Regions from separate parts of the Zea mays genome. Here region 2 is linked to region 1. The links are chromatin contacts, called in public Hi-C maps. All regions are on one chromosome and are shown on one strand. Each heading gives the region's core, a stretch centred on a gene start, on an enhancer-like site or on the middle of the called end of the contact. The rest is flanking DNA. Distances are from core to core; before and after follow the strand shown.

Region 1 (5,360 bases), core at 292-2,791:
CCCAACAGGTGTGTGCTGGCTTCTTGCTGCCATGTGACTGTGATTCTCCTCTATTGTGAGTAATTATTCCCGAATGTCTGATTCCCTTTTCCTATCTGCTACAGTTCCACTGGATTGTTTTAAATATTAGTACCCCTAAAATGTGAAAAATTAAAATACGAGTAGTAAATCATTATATTTGTAGAGTAGTCCGGGACGTCATTTTTATGGAGCTCTGCCACTGCTCTTTGCCGAGTGTGGCACTCGGCGAATTCTTTGCCTTTCTCCGGTAGAGCCTCTCCTGTAAATAGCGTCTTTCTCCTGTCCAAATATTTTAATGGTAACTTTCTTTGTGCTCACTCGGTTCTAGATTTTAAGGTACGGGAAGATCATATACGTTAGCAACGTTTGCTGGCTGGCTCAAAACTTGATGTCCAGGAGGATGGGGCTCTTTATTTACACTTTTCTAGATGAGCCTGCACTGCACCCCGGCAGCATGACTAGGATAGCACTACACACGATGAAGCATGACAGTAGCAGCTCATGTCTTGTTATATATATATGAAATTATTCAGAGAAAAGATCCGTACTAGTTTATTGTTCTTCTGATCTCTTCCTTCTCCGAAAGAACGATCTGATCTTTTCTCCCATTGGAGGGCTCGGGAACGTACCGCAAGCATTGAGCGAGCGCCGAGTGGAATTAAGCTGGGGCGGAAGCCTGAAGGGGACTGGGAGGAGAGCAGAGCAGCCGCAGCGACGAGTGCGCGTCGCGAGCGAGAGAGTCCGCGGCCCTCTCCCCTCCCCGAGAATATCTGCAGGCGACGACGACGACGAAGCGCGTGCAGTGGCGGCGAGAGCGACGCGAGATGCGCGCACTGCCCGCGAAATGGCCAGCCCGAGACCTCGCGATCGGCGCGCGCACCAGCACTGCGCTGCGCTCGTGCGCACGGACGTGCCGTCGCGAGCGAGCGTGGCCGGCTGTCTGAGCGGCGTTGACCCCCCCGCCCCGCCCGCGCGGTGCTCGACCGGCGAGCAGGGACCGATACGCTGTCCCTGTCGCGACACGTACCGATCGTCCGTGGGCCGTGGGCGCGGCCGGCGAGATGATGCGTGGGTCAACGATGTGGGAGGCTTGCAGCGCCCGCTCGCTTGTTTTCGTCTCCACGCTCGAGTGACACGAGGATTATTATTGCGTTGCGTCCATGTATGTACTCAATCCTTCGATCGCTGCGTCGCTGTAGCTAGCCTGGCTCGTAGGGGCTGGACCTGGACCTGGAAGATGAGAGCGGAGATGAACGGAACAGGAAGGCTGGATGTACCAGGTCTCTGTTCGGCTGTCACAGCGCACTATGGTTGCATTGCATCTCGGTGGAGATATATATATGATCTGACTTTATGCTTTCGAGTAAACACACTTTTGTGGAGAACAGTACCGAGTCATCGATACGCGTGGCACGTCCTTGTATCAGAAGAACGAAAAGGGCCGAGTCCAACTACTCCTTCCTACGCCTATCCAGTTTAGAGCATATCCCGATAACAGTCCGGTCCAACAACAACTACACCTCTCCCCGATAAACACCTACAATTTTTTTGGGCCGTAGAGGCCTTCCGGGCCACCTTGGAATCAGAGCTCTGCGTCCTTGTTTCGGGCCTCACGAGCTCGCGTCTCCACTCACAATTCTCTTTTTCGCTGTGGGCAAGCCGCGAGCCGCCTGATACACTGATACTCGTCTTTAATCCAGCCAATACGAGGTGGTCCACCATCAAATGTCTACAATCAATCATCAGACACGATATCACACGAGCGGAACCGTCGAGGCGCCGCTACGCTCGTTGTTTTCTTATAACCCCCCTATAATCATCAAATGTCCTTAATCCACCTTGGATACGTTCTCATTATTTATAACCCCCTATAAGGGCTAGTTTAGAACCACATTTTCCCAAGCGATTTTCACATTCCTAAGGAAAATTAGTTCATTTTTTTTAGAAAATAGAAATTTTATAGAAAAATGGTCTTCCCAAACTAGCCCTAAGTTGTTTTCTTAAATTGCTTGGATAGTATCAAAAGTAGTACTTCTTCCTTCGTCCTTACTAATTGTGATTTGCCAAAACCATTTATACAAAAAAATGTTATTATATTAAAACTAAAAGCTAGGGCACTTTGTTATCATGAAATAATCAACATTAATACTGTAGAAACTGTTGATGTACCTCGATATATACCTTGGCCACTAGCTTGTTACATATGAATGTGTGAATAATCTCACAAACATAGTATCCACACAGATCGCTCTCCTTTACCCGTGTCAAACACGGAAATCAAACGTTATGGCTTATTATTAGCAAATAACTTGCTAGGTGTGCGAGCTTCAAATGTATATATAGGAAAGTTCGGTCTAATCTTAAGAGTTTCCTTTAGTTCGGGCTGTTTTCGCGTAGCTGCCTCCATGCCTTGCATAATGGAAATGTCAAGTCCTTGATGCATGCATGATTTACTTATTTAGAGATTTAGAGAGTTGTGGTTCGAACGGTAAGAGTTACTCATTAAGAATGTCCACTATTTCTTGTAAGCCTTGGAATGGCTTTATCAACGACTCAAGGATATGTGCGGCGCTATTCTCCATTGGGATGACCAGAAGCATCCTGTGAAAGTTGTAGAAAGGTTATAAAAATAGAGAGTAAATTAGAATACACGTTTATTTAGCCAGAAAAGATATGGCTACGAAAAGATAATGGGCATTAACTTAAAGTTGTAAGGAATAAGTATATATTGTATATAATCTTTCTTCTGAAAAAACGTGAGCAAACTTTTTAGTATGTTTGCACGATAGTCCTAAATTACATTTTGGTTAATAACCACCACTAAGCCGATATTGAAAATCCCTTCTTTACAACATCGTTAGATTTCAATCCTTCATGAAACAAAGTAGGTAAAAATAAACTTTAGGTAGCATTGAATATATATAGAGAGAGGTTTGCTAGTATTTGTGTTGGACACCAAAATGAGCGGACGGTCCGGCCCATGGGCCCGGACGGTCCGCGTGTCCCGAGATTAGATTAACTCGGATGTTTATCCTTATCTCGTGCGTGGTTATCCATCTAATCACGTGAGAGTTTGTTGGCTATCTCTTAGGAAAAGGTCCAGACCTCCTCCCCTATAAATATAAAGGGGTACGGCCGATTGAGAACCCCCGAACACATTCCAATCGAACCAATTACCTTATTTACTTTTCCTGCCCTAGGAGTAGATGTAGCATAGTTCTAGTTGTAGTCTTCCACATATCCACCTCCACCCCTATTCGACTCTACGTCGTCTAGATCCGTCTTGGGTGGCCTGCCGATCCCAAGACGACCCTAGGATCTCACCCCTCCCGGGGGCAAGATCTAGTTGTCCATCCAAGGCTTCTTCCTCGATTTGATCTCTTAATTCCTAGGCGACTCCACGTCGTCTGGGGACGCCCCGGGTGACCTGTCGACCCGAAGCACCTTAAGATCTTTCCCCCCAGGGGACGAGATCTAGATTCCAGCAAGGAGGAGGAAGACGACCCTCTCGCCAGACCGTCGGTGTGACGCAGGGAAGACACAGCTCCTGCGCCCAGGTCGCGGACCGTCCGGCCCAAGGCTGCGGCCCAAGTGATGCTAAAGGTTTTGTCAAAGTTCTATTGTGCTGCTCCTTTGCAGTAGAAAATTGTGCTGCTCTATAGAGGTGTAGGCTGTAGAACAGCGAAAATGATCCTTTCTCGGCTTCCAATAACTAGAGAAAGTCCTGGCCCAACAGTGTCATCTGGTTCAGCCGAACGGGTGCAGACGGCTATAAAAAAAACCCAGGCCGTCAGGGATTAGGTTTTAGCGGGATGGCGGTTCCCTCGGGCGAGCGAGCGAGCGGCAGCGGTTTCCTCGGGCGTGCGAGCGGCGGCGATCCCGGGGGCTAGTGGCTGTGGCGCGCTGAGGCGGGCGACCGACGGCGACGATCCTATGGCGGACAGGTAAGCACCAACGACGCTCCCGAACCGGACGAGCGGTGGCGGTTTCCTCGGGTGTGCGAGCGGCGGTGAATCCCGGAGGCACGCGCCGCGGAGTGGCGTCCGCTGGGGTCCCCCTTCCGCAACGACGTCTGCCTTCCCTAGACGCGAGCGACGACGACAGACTCCTAGGAGGCGAGCGGTGGCGGATTGACGACCCTGTTTTTATGCTATTTTGTATACATATTTATGCCAACGTCAATGTTGGGGGTGAAAGTCGCCTAGAGGGAGGGTGGATAGGCGGAAACTGAAATTTACAACTTTAAACACACTACAAGCCGGGGTTAGCGTTAGAATAAAATCCAAGTCCGGAAGAGAGGGGAAAACAAATCAACCAAGAAAATAAAGCGGATGACACGGTGATTTGTTTTACCGAGGTTCGGTTCCAAAGAACCTAGTCCCCATTGAGGTGGTCACAAAGACCGGGTCTATTTAAACCTTTTCCCTCTCTCAAACGGACACCTAGACCGAGTGAGGCTTCTTCCTTAATCTCACGGGTCACTTAGACCCCGCAAGGATCACCACACAATTGGTGTCTCTTGACTCGCTTACAAAGCTTGAGAGTAAGAAGTGAGAAAGAAAAGAAAGTCAAGCCAAGCAAACAAGAGCAACAAGGAACACAAAGAATCATCTCACAAGTCCTAATGCGCTAGAGTTAAATTTGAGAATTGGAGCAGATCGGTCACTTGAATTGTGTCTTTGGAGTGAAGTGTATTGCTCTTGTATTGAATGCACTGTTGTGAATGCTTGGATGGTTGGAGTGGAGGTGGTTGGGAGTATTTATAGCCCTCAACCACCAATTCAACCGTTGAGGCAGGCGACTGTCGATGGGCGCACCATGCGCCATCGGACACTGTCCGGTGCGCCAGCCACGTCACCCAATCGTTAGGGTTTGACCTTTGGAGCTTTGTCTTCTTGTGGCACCGGACAGTCCGGTGCCACACCGGACAGGCACTGTTTACTGTCTGGTGCCCCTCTGACGGGCGGCTCTTCCTCTGCGCGCACTGTTCTTCACTGTTCATCTGACTTCGCGGCTTTTGCAGTCGACCTTTGCGCGAAGTAGCCGTTGCTCCGCTAGCGCACCGGACAGTCTGGTGGCACACCAGACAGTCCAATGAATTATAGCGGAGCGGCGTCTGAGAAACCCGAAGCTGAAGAGTATGGAGTTGTACGACCTGATGCACCGGGCACTGTCCGGTGGCACACCGGACAGTCCGGTGCGCCAGACCAGGGTTCTCTTCGGTTTATTTTTGCTCCTTTCTTTTGAACCCTAACTTGATCTTTTTATTGGTTTGTGTTGAACCTTTATGCACCTGTAGAATATATAATCTAAAGCAAACTAGTTAGTCCAATTATTTG
Region 2 (5,674 bases), core at 2,273-4,772, 96 kb before region 1:
GTGCTTGATTGTAGGTTTTAGTTTGTGCAGAAAAAATAGAGAAGCCCAATGCAACCCGTCATTGGTAGTCATACTGTTCACTCATTTATAGGGTCGGGATCTATGTTCAGAATTTGAAAAATGCAGTATTCTTTAGACAAAGGTTATATACAACTGAAGATGTATAACTATGTCTTTCCATAGGAGAGGTGTGCTTTGTACATCTTTTTTGCTCTTTTATGGCTCTTCCGCCTGCAACGGAGGAAGGTGATAGTCGTGCTTCATCTCCCCTTCTTTGGTTTGCCATTTGCCAAATGAAAATAGTCTAAAGCTCCGATTCAGATCGATGGTCCGAAGGTAGCTTCCGTGAAAACACACTAAGGGCTAGTTTGGGAACCCAAATTTTCCAAGAGATTTCTATTTACAAGAGAAATTAGTTCATTTTTCCTTAGGAAAATAGAAACCCCTTGAAAAGTAAAGTTACCAAACTAGCCCTAGGGGTTTATTTAGGAGCAAGAATATTGGAGGGACTAAAATCTCTTTACTATATTCAATTTTTAATAGCAAGAGTATTTTAACCCCTTCAATACTCTCTAGTATTATTGCTCCCAAACAAACCCTAAAATAGCAGCGTGGACCTTTGGCTAGAAGCCTTCTCCTCCCCAACAGAATTGAACTTGCGGGTTGGTCGCATAAGCTTGGTCTTCTCAAACCAGTTTGTAGGTAGGGATAAATCAGTGACCAACAGAAGCTTGTGACTTTGAGAAAGCTCCTTGGATCACATATATAAGCCCGTTTAAAATGCGATCAGATCTTGTACGAGCTCCCACGGAGGAACGGTACGTTTGATCCAAAACACGCAAGTTGCTCCATCTGAATGCCGTTGCCTGTAAGCAACAAGTTGCCACCGTACCTAGAAAAACTGCAGCCTCCATTTACTCCCTGTCCAGGACGACATTCTTCGTAGATCACAGAACTCATATATATGTAAAGATTCCCAGGGCAACGTGAGACCAGCATCGTCATATAGTAGTCCACCGCGTAGAACATTTGGTCATGTATATATAGTCGTTTTAGAGATGAGCTGTTGAGTGGAGAGTAGGCTGCTGAGGGTCCTTTGACGAGAGTCGTATTTTGCCGAGAGTCTGATACTCGGCAAAGCTCTTTTTTTTGCCGAGTGTCTTTCTACGCCAAGAGTTTCGCCCTCGGTAAACGAGGTTGTTGCCGAGTCTTATTTCGTCGAGATCGAGAGTGGCACTCGGCAAAGCACCGATCACTCGACAAAAAGACGGATTCTAGTAGTGCACGTAGAATATTTGGTCATGTATATATAGTCGTTTTCGTGCTGAGCTGTCGAGTGGAGGGTAGGCTGATGATTATCTGGTCATATCCACTAATTAAGTTGCTCATTTTCCTAATCTTTTGCTGCTATTATTATTATGTTTTGTCTTGTAATATCCTTACATTTCTTTTTAATAAATTAGCTCGGAAAAACTCTTGGCGACTTCTCAAGGGAAAAAAAAGGATCTTTGGTTCGTTCAGCCGTTAAATTTTAGGTGTGAATGCATGCACAGCATGCAACACGTTGTTTAAAGTCCAATGCAAGCCATACTAGCTCCCTCTTTTTTTCAAAATATATATGAGTTTTCATCCGAAGTGAATTTTCTTACTCTGATCAAGTTTGCTATGATAAAAATATATTAACATCCACAGCTCCAAACAACAATAAACACACATTGAGTTTAATTAATTAATGGTGGATTCAGTGAAACTGTATATATGCATGGCAACGTGATCGACCTGTATGTTTTGACCGCACAAGCTAGCGGCATATCTACAGCTCTAGTTCTCTCAAACACCAGGAAAATGGTAAAGTAAACGCATACGTGGACGATCGAGAATATATTCTTTACACACAACAATCGTCACAAACACGACTACAAGTATAACCACACGTAAAAGCACTACGAGGAGATCGAGATCACTATCGGAAGCACTGCTGCTAGTTTTTTTCCCCACAAAGCATACTCGACTAGCATGCATCATGGACGACAACGCCATCCGAAACAAAGAAAGAAAGAAAGGAAAAGAAACCCAACAACCACAGCAACGTCGACACTGCATTGGTATACACGACGATCTCGTTGTCACGGCAACTGTTCGTGTTTAATCCGTGTCAATGTGTGTGTCATGCATAATGCGAGCGAGGGCGGGGAGGACCCGCATGGTGGTGGTGGTGGCGCCGCCGCCGTAGCAGCCGCTTTCCGCTCGCTGCAGCAGCACTGACCTGAAAACGTGAGGGCGACTCGACGAAACCAGCTGAGACCATACGTACGCCTTTGCTCTGCTGGACTACAGGCATGGCCTCTTCGACCTCCGTTTGTGCTGTGTGTGCGCGTCCATCACTCCGTCCTTTTGTTTTCCTTTTCGTAAAATGTGTGCAGACAGTGCAGCGGCTATGCGTGCCGTGCGTGTGTGGTCGAGCGGGTCTCGTGTACTGTGCAGTCGTCTCCATCGGCTTGGTCTGCGTCTATATACGGTATAGATGTCCAAACAGTACGGGCCGTCCGTTTGGTCCGTGACCCGGCACGATTTTGGCCCGGTCCAAGCACGGTCCGGCACGGTTAATAACGGGTTCGGGTCGGCACGGCCCGTTAAGCGGGCCGGGTTTGGACGGCTACGAAGGCCCGCGTGCTATGGCCCGGCCCGGCACGAGCTGCAGGCCGGCACGGTGGCGGCCCGTAAGCCAGCCACAGACAGCCTAGCCCTGCGGTTGCACTCGAGGTTGACGACGCCGCCGGCTGTTACTGTCGGCGGCAAGAAGTACGTACGTACACGGCTGCCACCTTCTTCGCTGTCGCCACGTCTGAAGTCTAAACAAAGTCGACGTACACGACCAGTCGATCGAGTGCTCTAGCCTGACTTGATTTGGTGGCTGCGCAGCAGAGAGCACGCAGCAGCCGTCACCACCACCGCGACCTACAAATTGAAGAGCGAGGCACCATGGCTGGCTGCACTGCACACCTCCACGAAAGACAGACACTAGCTAGCTAGTGATTCGATCCGAGTGGCACGCGGGCCCCATGCATGCATGTCGTGCTGCCTCACGAGATGGCGACGTCGCACGCCATGCTCTGGAACGGCCGCGCAGACGACGGCGGAGAGAGGGCGATGACCACGGGCGAGCAGAACGCCTGCAGGGAGTAGCGCCTGCTGCTGACGCCGCCGGTCTCGAAACAGTGCGGGCCAGTGTTGGACACGGCCCGTTAGGCACGGTGGGTTTTCGGGCCGGTCCGGCACGATCTAGACATGGACGTGCCGTGTTTGGGCACACAGCTGAGCACGTGGGCCGGCACGGCCCGACCCGATCTATTAACGGGTCGTGCCTGGCCCGGCACTATTTGGACCGGGCCGAATCGGGTTCGGGTCGGGCCCGTGCCGGGTGGCCCGTTTGGACATCTATAATATATGGGCACGGCGCATGTGTTTCACTGTGGCTAGCTTAGTGGTGGCCGAGCTTTTGACGACGGTCTGAAAGGAGAAGCAAGGGAAAGGGACTCGTCGGTGGCGCGCGTGATCTGCATGGACCCGAAGGATCGTGGATGGATGGATCTATACATTCTCGTTTGTCGTCCTTCACGGCCCGCCTGTGACGCTGCCATGCCAACCGGCGCGCGCACCCCGCGCTCGTGCGTACGTGCGCGGCGGCGCGCGGCGGCGTGGGGACGCCGCCAGAGCGATCAAGGGACCCCGAGGCGTCACCACCACTAGTACAAAAAGGCTCAAAGCCTGCGGAGACGATATATTTTTACAGGCGGTTTCGGTTATCCACCGACTGTGTTATTTCTAGTGACGGTTCCTTAAGAAAACCGCCACTAGAAATCGTATTTCTACTGGCGGTTCCTTAAGAAAACCGCCAGTAGAAATCCATGATTTGTAGTGGCGGTTTTCTTAAGGAACCGCCACTAGAAATACGATTTCTAGTGGCGGTTTTCTTAAGGAACCGCCACTAGAAATCATTTTTATCCTTAATTTTTCGAGTTTTTCAAACGGCCTCGTATGACAAAACCACCAAAATAAAAGTTGTAGATCTCTAAAAGTTATGAAACTTTGTAGTTGACAACTTTTTTGTTTGAACTCATTTCGGTTCTCAAAAATTGAATCTAAGTATGTCAAATTTAAAATTCAAATTTTGCAAAGTACCTCGGATGAAAAAAGTGTCAAAATAAAAGTTGTAGAACTTCAAAAGTTATTTATCTTTGTAGTTGACAACTTTTTTATTTGAATTCGTTTAGGGTCTCAAATAAGCAATTTACACTCAAATGGTTGTAATATGTGGAGAAAACAACTACAAACTAGACACAAGACATGTCATAGACGGAGTGGTAGGGGAGGGTACGCGCGAGGGTGAGGTCGACGGTTCGAATACTAACAACCGCGTAGCGCGCGAATTTTGCTCGAAAAATGCCGCGACTTGCGAAAAATACCGGGTGGGTGGGCCTAATAAAAATAAATTTTTTAACTATTTTTAAAATATGTTTGATTTTCACTGGCGGTTACGAAAAACGCCACTATAAATAGGTTTACAACCGCCACTATAGAACTTCTCTGTACTAGTGCACCTTGGCATGCACGCGCCCGGCGCCGTGCGTGACGTCGCTGCGCATTGGGTGCCGGGGACACGAGTGGGTGACGCATGGGGCAGGCAGGTGTGCGCCGCGAGCCCGCGTCCATGGCCTTAGCTAAGCTTCAGGTGCTCCTGTCCTGTGTTGGCATAGCAACAACATAGCAGGCTCATGCTGTCATCGGCGCTGGTCAACTTGAGAACAGAACTCTGAAAATGATTCTCCCTTTTTTTCATTTGTATATTCTCGCTGGCTTTTTAAAACTTTCGGTCGTTTTAATATACCTGTACGTCCTGTAGGTCTTTGTACCATCAAAAAACATAGGATGCCCAAGGCTATACTCAAGCTTGAATTGATTTGCGTCTAAGGAATAGAGCTAATCATAAGTTCTGTCCAATTGTAACAGCCAACAAACGTAAATCCTCATAATTTGGTCGAAGCCTCGTGATCCAAGTAACCTCACATTGGTGCCATCATGTCTGATTAAGCTCAGCAAAGGCCCTCGGCCGTGGGGAGAAGGACGACCGGCTGATGAGGCTGCCGTTGGCTGGCTGCAGCGCATGGCGCACCTGTGCCCCCACGGGCCAGCGACAGGGGCTGGCACCACGGGAGGCCGCGGCAGCCTCCTGCAGGCGCGACGGCGGCCTGCTCTCGAACCAAGCCGGATGGACGTGACAGCGTGGACTGGGGTGGGGTGCCCGGCTAGGGCTTGCCAGCCAGCCGGCGCGGCGGCGCTGCTCCGCAGCAGGGGCGAGGGGTGCATGGGGTGTGGTCGAAGCGGGTCCTATGGAGGGGGCCGGGGTCCGCTGCATGTGCGAGGTGGCTGAAGAACACGAAGAAGGTCTGTCATGGAATTCCTCGCCGGTTTTTCTTCGGACTCCGGACGAAGAAGACGTGCGAACAAAGGAGAGGGGTAAATGTGAAGCTAGCTGTTGTATATCTAAACCATGGATTTAATAGCGGGTTAAGGGGTTTAGCGGCGTGATTCTCAAAAATGTAAATAACCGACTATATCAGGATATAGCGGGCTATAGCGGCTAAATGAATCAATAGTGCATAGCTTTTTCCTG

The links. Hi-C and Micro-C count contacts between places; a contact is called where the count stands out from the background.
Region 2: a Hi-C map of bundle sheath shows a contact between it and region 1, with 2.7 times the contacts expected there. The contact joins two enhancer-like sites. A contact is called at or near these places in 4 of 25 Hi-C or Micro-C datasets (bundle sheath, ear, leaf and 1 more).

What each region holds. Positions count from the first base shown.
Region 1 is chr9:5,726,237-5,731,596 of Zm-B73-REFERENCE-NAM-5.0, reverse strand. No RefSeq gene overlaps it. Among protein-coding and RNA genes, the nearest start is that of LOC118473265, 52 kb to the left of the region's middle. Within about 2 kb of position 1,541, at least 20 of the 20 cell types and tissues checked have an H3K27ac peak or open chromatin away from gene starts, as enhancers often do. A contact at or near this core is called in bundle sheath, ear, leaf and 1 more, where this site is marked.
Region 2 is chr9:5,823,524-5,829,197 of Zm-B73-REFERENCE-NAM-5.0, reverse strand. No RefSeq gene overlaps it. Among protein-coding and RNA genes, the nearest start is that of LOC542497, 33 kb to the right of the region's middle. Within about 2 kb of position 3,522, at least 16 of the 20 cell types and tissues checked have an H3K27ac peak or open chromatin away from gene starts, as enhancers often do. A contact at or near this core is called in bundle sheath, ear, leaf and 1 more, where this site is marked.